Regions from separate parts of the Arachis hypogaea genome. Here region 2 is linked to region 1. A link is a contact called in public Hi-C data. All regions are on one chromosome and are shown on one strand. Each heading gives the region's core, a stretch centred on a gene start, on an enhancer-like site or on the middle of the called end of the contact. The rest is flanking DNA. Distances are from core to core; before and after follow the strand shown.

Region 1 (6,640 bases), core at 435-2,934:
AGATTAATCAAGAAAAAGAGAAATCTTGAATATTAAAGTTATAATATATTAATATGAAGGCTGAAATTATGACTTTTTTGTTTTACAGGAAATATTCCATTAGAAAATAAACTAATATAGCAGCATTCCAATATTTTTTTGTGGAGATGAACATTCCCCTAGAAAAGCCTAAGTCACATCCATAAATCCAAAGAGGGTGGTGAGGAGCAAAACAACTACAACAACCAGCAGCAACAGGACGAAAAGATACAACCAAAGCAAGAATACAAAACGCAGATCAATCAACACAAAACAAAGTAACTAGTAATCACTCCTAACACAAAAAAATCCACTAGCTACTGGCACGAAACAAAACAGCTTCAATGATCAATTATCCTGTCTTTCGTGCCTCGTTTCCATGACTCCTTATAAAATGAAATCAACCTTTTCATCGCCTGTACATTCACAGATTCATTGTTGAATATTTTCTTGTTTCTAGTTTTCCATACAGTCACTCTCTTGTTTTGCACTTTTTAGCATCTTTGTTTTAAAGATGAAAAGGAAAACAAAAGGGCCAAAGAACAGAACATGGAAGACCCTTCCTGAATGAAAACCAAGACAAATATAACAAGAAAACTTCAACTCAAATGAAAATTCCATGTTGAAACTTAAAACTGCTAGAACCTTCCCATTTTCTCTCTTTTAAAAACAAACTCTTATTTATTACCACTGAGCTCCAAATCAAACCATTGCAAAGTGATTAATCCACCGAGGAAATTAAACAGTGCTACACAACACCAGAAGAAGACCTTTTTATTGAATCTTCACCATTTGATTATCAAGCTAGGAAACAAATTTTGTAGTGTTAATGAAAATGTCTTTTGCTCTATTATCTGTTTCTCCAACTTTAGTATACAAGCCTCAAGAAAGGAAAAAGAACAAAGAGAACAACAAACTAAATCAATTAGTTTTACATACAAATACAATTCATCTAAACCTATTACAAATTATATCAATCAGTTTTACATACTAATACAATTACCATCAATACATTAAAATAGCAAAAATCCAGTATAAAAAAATTAATAAGAATAACTAAAAACCAGACTCACCTACACTACAGTGCAGAAGCAGAAAGTCAGAAACAGAATCAGGGACGGTTTTCCAACTTGAGGCCGCTGCAGTGTTGCCCCGTTGCAGAGCAGGCCACCGGCGAGAGAGAGAGCAGAGCTTCGAAGAGGAGCAGAGCAGAGCAGAGCAGAGCCAGCAGAGGAGCCAACACGATGACGACGGAGGAAGCAGAGGCAGAAGAGGCACGAGGCGGAGGCAGGCGAGGAATGACGGAGCCAAGGCGGCCAGGACAACAAAGACGAAGAAGGCAGAGGCGAGCAGACACCGCGGCGCCGAGACGACGCAGAGGAGCAAGCGAGGGGAGTGACGAGTGACGTCCTCCGTTGGCTGCCGTTGTGTTCGGCGGTGAACGTTCGGAACTGCGGTGAGTGAGGTAGAGAGGTGAGAGTGAGTGAATCTGTGATGAGAGAGTGAGCTGAGACTTTAGGACTTTAGGTTGGGGATGGTTGGGGCCTTGGGTTGCCGTTGGGAAATTAGGGTTTTGTTTTTTTTTTTTAAACTAAAACGACGTAGTATTGGAAGGTTTTTTTTTTTTTTCTTAAAAATAGACCGGTCCGAATTTCAAAAACTGACTAGTTCCCCAGTTTCCAGGAAATCTAGTAATATATACGGGTCAAATCGATTCTCACCGATTTTGATGCAAGTCCGGTCCTAATCCTATATCCATTATCCTATAACTATCCTTTAAAAGAAGATTTATTCCCAGTAGAAATCTAACATAGCATGCTCTAGATTCATTATCAACAATTTCTTCTTCTTACATCGAGTTCATCTCTCTCATCTCGTGTCATTGTTGTTACTTGTCACAAATACAACAATTGAGCATGAAATTTAAAATTTAAAATTTTGAATTCAAAATTAAAATTGAAAAAAGATTTATTATAATCATTTACGTTTTCTCTCTATTCTCACTTTTTATTTTTCTTTTTTCTTTTTCATCATTTTTAGTTCCTCTTCCTTCTCTTCAATTTATTTCTCTATTCTCATACTATTTTTCTATTTCTTTTTTTCTTCAGTTTTTTTTCCTAATCCAATTTAAAAATGGAAATTATAGAGTTTCAAGACAATTGATGTCACTGTATCTAATAGCTTCAATCTTTAAAAAAGTCGCCGTGGTAAAAAAGACAACAGCGATGGTGGTAGAGATTAGATATTACGAAGGTAGATGCGGTGGCGACGGCAGCTATGATGGTGGAGGAGCCTAAGGCAGCATGGGTCCACTATCGTGCATGCTACAGCCATAGTAGAATGGGTCAAGAATTGCAACCAGGAAAGAAACGGATGCAGAGACAAGTTCGACGGCGTTTGTGCCGACAGAAGTTGCTACAACTATAAGCATTTATAGGTATTTTACAACAGACTGCCCAACAAGTTCTATGAAAAAATAAAAGTATAAGATTTTAATATTCCTACTCATACTTCTTTTTATTTTTTTAATAGTATTTTTGTTTATTTAAACAGTGTCTTCATAGCAAGCAGCAGCACTAAATCACTCTCAAGAAACGTGCTCCCACTTAAGGGTATTTCTTTTTTCTTTTTCCAATGAAAGATTTGTAATTATTTGCGATGATGAGTTGTGTGTGTCCTTTACTATTTGATCATGTAAAGGTTGTTATTGTTGTTGCGAGGCGTCTTTTTCCGTTGATGCAGAAAATTCACCGTTGATGCAAAAAATCCAAAACCGTAATATTGTTGCCAGGATTCTAATTGCCCTTCCCCAAAAGGTCTTAACCTGATTTCTTCTTATCTTTAATTTTGCATCCAATAAGAGCAAGTGATATTTCTAAGTGATGCAGCATGAATTGTTCGTTTTTTCTTTGGTTTTTGATGTCCTGACTTCTGTAATTTTAAAATAATTTAGCAACTAAGGTAAAAGAAGATCTTTCTGCAGCTACTGTATAGGTTTGTATCCACTCTATTATGTTTCTGTTAATTTTTTTGTTCAATTCCTTAAACTATATCTACTATATTCATCACTCTTCGAGGTAGTGAGTTTCAATTTTCGATATTTGGGTCTTTTGTCTTGTAAAATTAGGTCAAAATTTTTTTTCACTACCCATTTTCGCTTTGTTGCTTTCAAATGAAACTTTGTATCTTCCATGTTTATGTTAACTCCGCTACATAATTCTATTCTTCTTTCTATGCTTAATATTGCATGCATTTTATCTTGGTTTGAATTAATATTGCATTGTAGCTAATATATTATATCCTTCTTCTCCCTACATAAACAATCTTTTACTATGGAAAATTTTTTATTAAAATTGGACCGAGAAGAATTTAGCGTAAATACATTATAATTTAATCAACTAGCAGTGTTTGACATGATAGAAACTAAACTATATCTATTGTTGTTTTCGTTCAAGGTGAATTTAATCAGAATAAATTGAAAGGAGTTAAGTTTACCTACCGACAACAAATAACAACTATACGCCTGGTTCATCCTGCACCACCCGTTCTACCTTTTTACTTTGTGATTTGGCATCGTTAGGTAATGTTCTATTTGTTGTATTGTTGTTGAATTTTTTTATAGTGTTTGTTGCATGACTTTCATATAAGGATAGATCTTAAATGTTATTAGTGGTTTTAACATAGAAAGTTTCTTGGGTCTCAGCATTTGCTCTATGTCCTTCTAGAGGTCCTTGCACCATTAACTTCAACTGTACACAATTTAGCATCCATAGTGTTAGAAATAATTAATCAATGACTAAAGCACAATATAATTTTAGCTTCATAGTGATCACCACGTTCTACTGCTGTTGATCATTACAAGTCAAAAGGAATATAACCATGCATTAATGATTAAATTCTTAAACCTTGAAACTCTCTCTCTATAGATATATATAATTAAAAATTTTCATTTGTACTGTTTTATTGCTTCTCCAACCTTCATTTTCGTTTTATTCAATCAAAAAAAAAAAGTTAACTAAGGGAGGGTGATGTGCATGAAAGTTTTTACACACTACAAAATTCAGTTATATAGTCTCAGCCAGTTGTAAATGAATTTATCAAGAAGAAAAACTTCACTAAAAATAAACTTTATAGATGAGCATGTTATATTCTATTTCTATCAAAGATTCATTATCAATCTTTCACTCCACAGCTTAAAGTATCATAGTTTAGCTAAGCAGATATCACGTACAAGTGTACAACCAATCCACAATCTTTTTAGACGAATTTTAAAATTCTCTATGATAGCTCCCTTGATGTTCAATTCATCACCTTAGATCCTGTATATCTCTAATTCTCTATTTATTTTTATGTTAGACTTGATTTTCCAATTTTCATTAAGCATATTACACTTGCGATACATAACCGGTCCCAAACCCGGATAAAGGAGGAGGGTTGTGTTAGGTCTTCGACAACCAACATAAAAATATAGTCGAATCTCCATGACACGAATCAAAGACATTATTACGCTAAAGCTAGGTCGTTGCCCAAAAGTAACGCGCAGTATGGCTCGAGTATAGTGTCAAATGAGCAAGAGCCGCTGTATCAGTGCTCAAATGTAGTGTTAAATGAGTAAGGGTTCTCACATTTTCGTGAACGGATGAGGGTAAATAAGCTAGTTCATAAAGTAAAAGGTAAAGGTCGGAATAACAGAAGGTTGAGATTTGGAACATAGAACATAGGCACTCTAACAGAAAAGTCCATGGAGGTGGTGGACACTATGACTAGAAGGAAGATTAACATTATGTGCCTACAAGAAACAAAATGGGTTGGTGCGAAGGCTAAGGAGTTGGATACTTCTGGTTTCAAACTTTGGTATACAAGAAAGGTGAAGAATAGGAATGGGGTTAGAATTATTGTGGATAAGCAGTGGAAGAAGGACGTAGTGGATGTCAAGAGGGTGGGAGATCGGATCATCTCTATCAAACTTGTGGTGGAGGGAGGTATTTTTCATGTGATTAGCGCCTATGTACCGCAAGTGGGTTCGGACGAACAACACAAGATAAGGTTTTGGGAGGATCTAAAGAGTTTGGTTCAAGACATACATTCGGGAGATAAGATTTTCTTAGGAGGAGATTTAAATGGCCATGTTGAGAGATAAGTGATTACGTATGGGAGTATTCATGGAGGCCATGGTTTCGAGGTGATTAATGCCAAGGGTAAAACTATTTTGGACTTTTCCTCAACCTTTGATCTTCTCCTCGCAAATACATGTTTTAAAAAGAGAGACGAACATCTTATAACCTATAAAAGTGGCATGACAAGCTCTCAAATCGACTTCTTCTTATTGAGGAGAGTCAACTGGAAATTTTGCATTAATTATAAAATTATCTCAGGAGAGAGTTTGACAACACAACATAGGGTGCTCGTCATGGATTTTTGCGTTGAGCAAAAGTTGAGGAAAAGACATCATACGAAGAACCCAAGGACGAGGTGGTGGCGAATGAAAAGTGAGGAACAAAGAAGCTTCCTAAGACGGATATGAGAAGAGGCAAAGTGGGATGAGAATGGAAGCGCGGAAGAGATGTGGAGGGAGATGGCAGAAGTTATTAGAAGAACAGCAAAAGAAAGCTTTGGTGAATCTAAAGGAATAGGACCAAGAGACAAGGAGTCCTGGTGGTAGAATGCGAGTATACAAGAAAAGATAAAGATAAAAAGGGAGTGCTTTAAATAGTAGTCTTTATGCCGCAACATAGATAATTAGGAAAAATTTAAGGCGGCCAAGAAAGAGACAAAAATGGCTGTAAGTGAAGCAAGAACAAGAGCATATGAGGGTCTATACCAGTCTTTGGGCACGAAAGAAGGAGAAAAAGGTATATATAGAATCACAAAGAGCCGTGAAAGAAGAACGAGAGATTTGGATCAGGTTAAGTGCATAAAGGATAAGGATGGAGAAGTGTTGGCTCAAGAGGAGAAGATTAATGAAAGGTGGAAGAGTTACTTCTACGAGTTATTTAATGAGGGACATAAGACTTTTTTGAGCCTTGGTCGGTTTTGCATAAGGGAAGAAGATCAAAACTTTGACTACTATCAAAGGTTTTGAGACTTCGAGGTAAAATAGGCTCTAAAGCAAATGAAAAATAGCAGGGCAGTAGGACCTGATAATATCCCAATTGAAGTTTAGAAGGGCCTTAGAGAAAAAGACATCAACTGGTTAACCAAATTTTTTAATGAGATTTTAAGGTCAAAGAAGATGCCTGATGAGTGGAGAAATAGCACTTTAGTACCTATCTATAAGAATAAGGGGATATACAAAATTGCAGAAACTATAGAGGGATCAAGCTCATGAGTCATACCATGAAGTTATGGGAAAAGGTGATAGAACAGAGGTTGAGAAAAGAGACACAAGTAACAAAGAACCAATTTGAATTTATGTCAGGCAGATCTATCACTGAAGCGATATACCTATTAAGAATGATGATGAAGAGGTATCGTAGTAATAAAATGGATCTACATATGGTGTTTATTGATTTGCAAAAAGTGTATGATAGGGTGCCAAGGGGGTCTTATGGAAGGTTTTAGAAAAGAGGAGAGTAGGGATCGCATATATTCGTGCAATCAAAGACATGTATGATGGGGCCAC
Region 2 (6,861 bases), core at 363-2,862, 140 kb before region 1:
ATCTTTGAATGGGAAACTAGAACTGGAATTTTGAGTACTCACCAAACTATTTAAATATAATTGAAAAGGGTTTCAAGACAAACGCGTGGTCACAAACAGCTCGTCAATCGGAGCTGTGAAAAAGTTATGAGTGATTGAAGTTGGAGGAAAATGGTGAGTTAGATTTTCCTTTATAAATGGGTCGGATTCAACCAATAATTTCATAGCCTCAGCAATCGTATCCGAGTCCAACTTGGAGTGATATTGTGAGATCGTTTCCATGAAACACATGTGCCTCCTGTTGTATCTCCGAATCTCCCAACAAGATTTCTTCTGTATCAAGCTTACTCGGATAAGCAAATCGCATCCACGTCCATAAGTCTTGCATTTTGCATAGATCGTCTGTGGCTCAAATTCATAAATGACGTAATCGACTCTTCTAGAGATAGTGTAACTCTGAATTGCCGCAATGACCGATTTTCTAGAACTGTATTCCATTCCTATCCTGAACTCTCCGTCTTTAAGATCAACAACACCTATAAAAAAAATAAATAAATTGTCACTCATCGATCTGTCAAAACAAAACTAAAGAAACATACTACCCACTCCTCACGTACCTATGTTCGCATATTCAGGGAACTCCGGTGCATGTATGGCGTCAAGATCCAAACTACGCATAAAAGGTGAAACGTTCGTCAATTGATTGACTGCAGGTGAAACCACTAAAGTTTCTGCGACTGCCTTACTTCCCCCGTTGTCGTCCTCGTCCTGGTCACCAGCTTCGTACGTAGGTTCGAACTCCTCGTCACTATCATTGCTCATTCCTTTGTACGCTTAAGCTCTGTTCTCTTGTACATCTGGGTCATGTTGAATCTTATCCACAACTATATATTTAAATTTAATATACAACTCAATCCATGAGTGTTGCACCTGAATTTGCTGGTGAATATAAAACATTCACCGAATATTTATTTCATTAACGGTCAGTATAATCTCAAACTGTATCAAGCCACCAAATACAACAACCGAACTCTTGTAGAAAATGTTGCTCACTCTCTTTAAAATATCACTCTCTATGCTCTGATAGAACACATATTATAGTTCTGCGAACATTATTGCACACGGAACCACAAACAAAAATGTATCCTCACACACAAAATTCATTTCCTCATATGTATTTTTTATAACCTCACTGTTGTAATAGACCACTATATTTATAGTGCCCTCCATCACAACAACAATGTAGGAAAACACCTCTCACAATAAAGTAAAAAGATAACGAGTTTCAGTTTTTATAGACAGATGACTCAACTTATAAATTACATGTTACAATATCATCCAACCAACATTTGACACATGTACAACACATAGGATACGTGTTGCTTACATGTCTGACACGTGTCCAACACGCATGGTACATGTTACTTGGATTGGATAGTCGTCATGTGGACAACACGCATGATGCGTCTTACTTCTGATTTTGACATGTGTCCATCAAGGTACATGCATGCTACATCAGCACATCGGCGTGTATCACCTATTATATCTGCAACATCGACTCACTTATATATACATCAAAAAAGTCCATTTCCAACCAAAAAATCTTTTAGCTGAAACTGAACCTGAAATTTCCGTCAACGAAAAATGAACATGAAATTGTCGAACCAGTCTAATGCAGCTGTCTCTTACGTTACATCTACGTAATGACTAAATGAATGACATAATGAATGACATTTGAATGCTACGTTCGAATTATTTGACAAAATTTGCGTATCTAACAACTTCCCGTCCAACTTTCTACTTCACCTTCCAATCCCGTGCCAAAAGAATGTCCCTCAAAAAATGAGGGAGTAAGAATAATCAGTAACAATGATTGAAATAACCAATAAATAATAAATAAAAAATAGATATTCAAAAACGCCAATTTACACAGATCGCCATTCATCTAATACCAAGCTCCACAGTTATATACAATATTTGATGCTAGGACTTCACTGCAAAACTTGTTTTCCTCTGTCCCTCTCCTCCTGAATCCAAATCCAAATCCAAAGTGTGTAGCAACTTAGTACCTTTTTTGTGTCATCGCATATTGCAACATTGAGGCTTTCCCTCTCTTTGCAATTTATCCCACAAGCACATCATTTGCCTTGGCGATTGGTAATGAGCCGTGTAATAGTCTTCTATGCAGCCGAATTGGCAGAACTTTAAGCTATGCGAGTATTCCACTCGTTTTGTCTTGTTAAATTGCTCTACCCACATCCCCATACTCACGTCTTCCATCTTAAACAACTGCACCAAGAGACCATAAAGGCATTCAGTGAAAAACTTCAAACGAATATGAGGATAAAAATATGAAGCATTAATTAATCTTACTAACCCTTAATTTATGCGCCTCAAACTCAGAAACAATGTACTGAGCGATGTCAGAAGACAAAATATAACCTGGCCCATTAGCATAGGGTGGATAATCCTCTTCTGGCCATTCCTGAAAGAAAAAGGTACCCAAAAAGGAAAGAAAAGAAATTCAATAAGTTTCTAATATAGCAACAAATATGAACATGGAACTTAGTCCAAACCATACGAAATTCATTTAAAAATCATACACTGAAATTCTTTAGTTCACCTAACAAGTAATTTCGCAAATTATTTCAGGACATGCCTCCTCCATGATTCTAAACACTAAAGCATTGTGATGAATTCTGATTACCTCATATGCTACTGCCCATTTACCATGGCGTAATGGCTTGTGGTAGTAATTTATGTTTCCAATATAAAAGCTTGATTCATCTGAAAACTTCCTCGCTTGGTCGATAACAGAATCCACTCTTACAAACGTGTCATCATCACCCTTCATGACATACTTAGCTGAAACTGTGTGAACCTATGAACAATTGTAAAGAAGATTTCATTGTCAGCAAAACATTCTTCCTATTTCAAACTCAAAACTTTTAGTCAATCAACAACTCACCCCGTATTCACATATGGCTACTGTTTTCAAGACGACAAGGTCATAGTTATCCAGGTAAGGCACTATAACAATGTCACCGAAAAATTCTGCTTCTTTCTTCAACTCTCTATTGATTTCTTTTCTTGGATTCTGCAAAAGTTTCAATCATATGTTAAGAACCCCCAACTAGACATTGGAAATGAAATTATAACTACAATCATTTTTAACAATAAATAAATAATAGCTTGTCAATTTATCATCATTACCAGTGCGACAAAGAAACGAGAAACCACTTTCGATGATTTGATAAGCGTATGCTGCATCCATGACCTCCTTGTAGCCATTCGCTCAGCAAAATGGTTTCCAGCTGAGAGTACACCAATAAACAGTTCCACTCCAGAGTCTGGAAGTGGTGGGGCTCGCCACCTGGTTGAAAATTCAAGTTGCCTCTGTGTCGCAAAACTAGGATGTGTTGAGGGCAAAGAAGCAGCAAATACAGAGTGGACATCAATGTCTCCTCCCAATGCAAGCCCAGTGGCATCCTCAAGAGTGAATCCCTGGGAAAATTAGAAAGCAAATTTAAGAAAATATGCAAATCCATAAGGTTCCGCCTAACAAGTTCATATTAGTTAACTCACAGTGCGATAGGGAAAAGAGGCCACATGCCTCCCATCGACAGTAACATGATAACCCTCCAATCCAGCATTAAGGGTAAGAACAAACAGCTTGTCCTCAGAGAATGGGAACGGCCAGTCAACTGTTACTTTCTTTGTGCGGCCAATGAGTCTATTCAACCACCATGTTGCCTTAGACTCCTCTGTGCGACCTTCGTCATCCCGAATCCACTTCTCACACTTCACCAGCCTATCAACTGTTTCGAACAGAAGCAGTGTCATATTCAAAATATGACACATCTTTCAAATGAGACAATTCAATCCACAACTGGTTTAAAAGAATCACAGACAACCATAAAATTGAATATATTCTTAGCTAAACGAAAGGGTGTCATCCTATTAAACTATACACTCTTCTGTATTACTGTAGCATTCTCCTAGTAATTCATTCATAGAACAAACTAACAAGATCTGTCCCATAAGATATTATCAAATCCTTCAAATTAAGTGAAATCAGTTTCCATTTTGCATTATACTTCTCTCTCAAAACCAAGAGGGAAGAAGACACAAACCATAACAAACCAACCACATATCCTCACTTTTTTTTTCCATTCAAAAAATCATTTCATCTAGATTATTGCACCAATAAAAAAAAATTAATTATTGTTCTAACTTAACTGTTCCCTTTCCTTTCTTTTTAACGCAATCACTTACAATTTATGAACTTAAACAATGTTTTTTTTCCTTTAAAGAAATAAGCAGAAATTTAAACGTATCGGTTTTCATAAGCCAGGAAAAAAAAAATCAGCTTTCTTTTAATTATGCATACAAATTGAGCTTCTTTATTTCTCAAACAGAAAAACAATCTGCAACCTAGTACGCAATACTTAAATTTGCTTAATAATTGAGTAGAAATTTTTTATCATGTGAAAAGGGAAGGAAAAAGTCACTTTTGTTCCGAAATGATGGATACCCTGGCAGTGGTATATATCAAGATAATAGTAACAAATTCAAACAAGTCCTCTCTAGTGATCTACTATACTACAACATACACATACATACCAGTATCATCATCAGCCTTGGATTTCCAACCGTCACACCTAAGAGAAGCGCCCCACTGCATTCGGTAACAAGTGTTCATCTCGATCACAGGCCTCCCGCTCCAATCTCCCTTCAACCTAGGATTGAAGTGAAAGATTCTCGGAGGCTCCTCACCTTCAACGGTTTTCAGTCCCTGCAGCTCCACCACGAACTGCGACACCAGCGTCGGTTCGTCGTCCTCCCTCACCCTCGATATCGTCGACTCGAACTCCGGCCTCGCCGCCTTCGCCCTCCCGACAACCGTCACGTGCGATCCCAACGTCAGCCCGCACGGCAGCGACACCACGCCTGAGAATTCCGAACCGGACACAGAAACCGAGCTGGGACACGTGCCGGACCGGTTTTCCGGCTTGGCGGGCTTGGGCTTTGGAACGTCCGGGTTCTGAAGCTCGGTCCAGAGGCGCAGGCCCACTTCCCGGGCGTTGTCGGCTAGCTTGTAGAGGTCGGCGGAGCCGTCCTTGCGGGTCGATTCAAATGTATTCGGGTCGAGGGTGAGGCCTGAGAGGAAACCGGGTTGGGAGTGAGTTTGACTCGGAGAGAGGTTGTTGTGTGAGACGGTTTTGAAGGGGCGGTTTGGAGCTTGGTGGTGTTGGAGGTCTTGTTGGCTGAGGAGTCTGGTGGTGGTGGAACTGGAGCGCGTGGTGGCGGTGGAGAAGTCTTGGAGCGTGAGGGAGCGGAAGACTAAGGGAACTTCAAAGGTTACCAGGAGGAGGTAGAGGAAGGCGGCTCCGGCCAGGAACTGAATGGATCTCTTTCGGGTTAGAGACGACAGCGTTTCGAACCTTCGCTTCATCGTGTGGCGTTTATGGGACCACTATGTTGGCTTGGCTACTTCAGAGAAAAAACGGTCGTAGAAGGTTCCCGATAAAATCTCTCTCTCTCTTCCTTCTCTCACGCACGCATTGAAAGGCTTTGTGTATATGAGAGAGAGCGAGAAAGAGAGAAAGGAAAAGGGGGGAGGCAAGTTGGGTTGGCTTGGGTTGGGTCAGCAACACCGAAACGGCGAAAAGTAGAAGCGCGTAATAGGAGAGAGAGAATGTGGAATGACTTTGAGGAGATGTTGCTGTTGCTGGTTGAGGTTTGGGTCGGTCACGTTCGTATTTTCTTGGAAAGTGGGAGAACAAACATATTTTAAGGCTTTGGTGGCCAATACTAACAACAAAAACACCAATACCATACCAATAACATATAAATAAAAAATATTTGTTATAGTGCTTAAAAGTTATTGTTTTATTATTAAAATAGATTAGATAATTAATTTTAATTTTAAAAGTATAAAAATTAAAATATTTAATTTAAAATTATTATAAAAAATTTAAACAAAAATGAAATACCAAATAACAAACATCATAAAATTAGCCTAAATAATATTTAAGGAAATAGATTTTAATGGTTTATTCTACTAAGAAATTACCCCCAAAAAATTATAGGTTAAAATGGACTTTTCTGTTAACTTCTTTTAGGGGAATTATTTTTAAAAATAGAATCAAATTATAATAAAACTATTTTTCATCAAAATTTGAAACGATTACACTATTTAAATGTGAAAAAGGTACTATTTAATCGGGGTGTTTAAATATAAATCCATTCAAACAAATTATTCATCTAATTCAATCCAAATCAAACCAAAAATCTATCAAAACTGCAATAGGTTGATCTGAATTAAATCTCATACAACATAATTGATATTTATCTTCTTTATATAATTTTATCTTATTGAAATTAATTCAAACTGCACAGCAAACTTCGCTATTATTTTGCAAGAGTGCGCTCTCTTTCTTTTTTGTACTACTACCTTTTTAATTTTCGCAAACAATCGTTGTTGAGAATTCAAAATTTAAAACAAAACTACAGAGAAGATAATATTTTTAAAATTTCTAGTTATATGAAAACCTAAAACTAAAATTCTAGTTATTATTGATCTTGTTAATAATACACAATACTATCATAGAAATATGATAGATAATATATGAATAATCTTATATTTTTGAAATAGTTTGATATTAAAATAATATTAATGAACTTTTAATTATATTATATTATATTTATAACTTGATGTTGTGTTTTTTAATAAATAAATTATGATTATTTAACTTATATAAATTATAATAGATTATATTGTATTATTTTTAGAATAAAGTACTATTTTTGGTTTTGAATGAGACTAAATTTTAATTTGATTTCTAACGTTTTAAATATTAGCCCAAAAAAATTTAAACG

Evidence for each region. Hi-C and Micro-C count contacts between places; a contact is called where the count stands out from the background.
Region 2: a contact with region 1 is called in a Hi-C map of an unstated tissue, with 3 times the contacts expected there. The contact joins the promoter of LOC112802594 here to the promoter of LOC112802588 in region 1. A contact is called at or near these places in 2 of 8 Hi-C or Micro-C datasets (leaf and an unstated tissue).

What each region holds. Positions count from the first base shown.
Region 1 is chr5:107,877,656-107,884,295 of arahy.Tifrunner.gnm2.J5K5, reverse strand. LOC112802588 (polynucleotide 5'-hydroxyl-kinase NOL9) reads right to left here and starts at 1,684. Exons shown (of 9, transcript XM_025845854.3): 1 at 1,092-1,684. LOC140184758 (a long non-coding RNA gene) reads left to right here and starts at 1,707. Exons shown (of 2, transcript XR_011882391.1): 1 at 1,707-2,455; 2 at 2,572-3,000.
Region 2 is chr5:108,016,679-108,023,539 of arahy.Tifrunner.gnm2.J5K5, reverse strand. LOC112802594 reads right to left here and starts at 1,612. Exons shown (of 2, transcript XM_025845861.3): 1 at 597-1,612; 2 at 1-515. The coding sequence starts at 801. The coding sequence ends at 73. It overlaps LOC112802593 (hydroxyproline O-galactosyltransferase GALT6), which reads right to left and starts at 5,856. Exons shown (of 7, transcript XM_025845860.3): 1 at 4,603-5,856; 2 at 3,565-3,797; 3 at 3,193-3,483; 4 at 2,948-3,076; 5 at 2,687-2,860; 6 at 2,357-2,464; 7 at 1,708-2,268. The coding sequence starts at 5,434. The coding sequence ends at 2,059.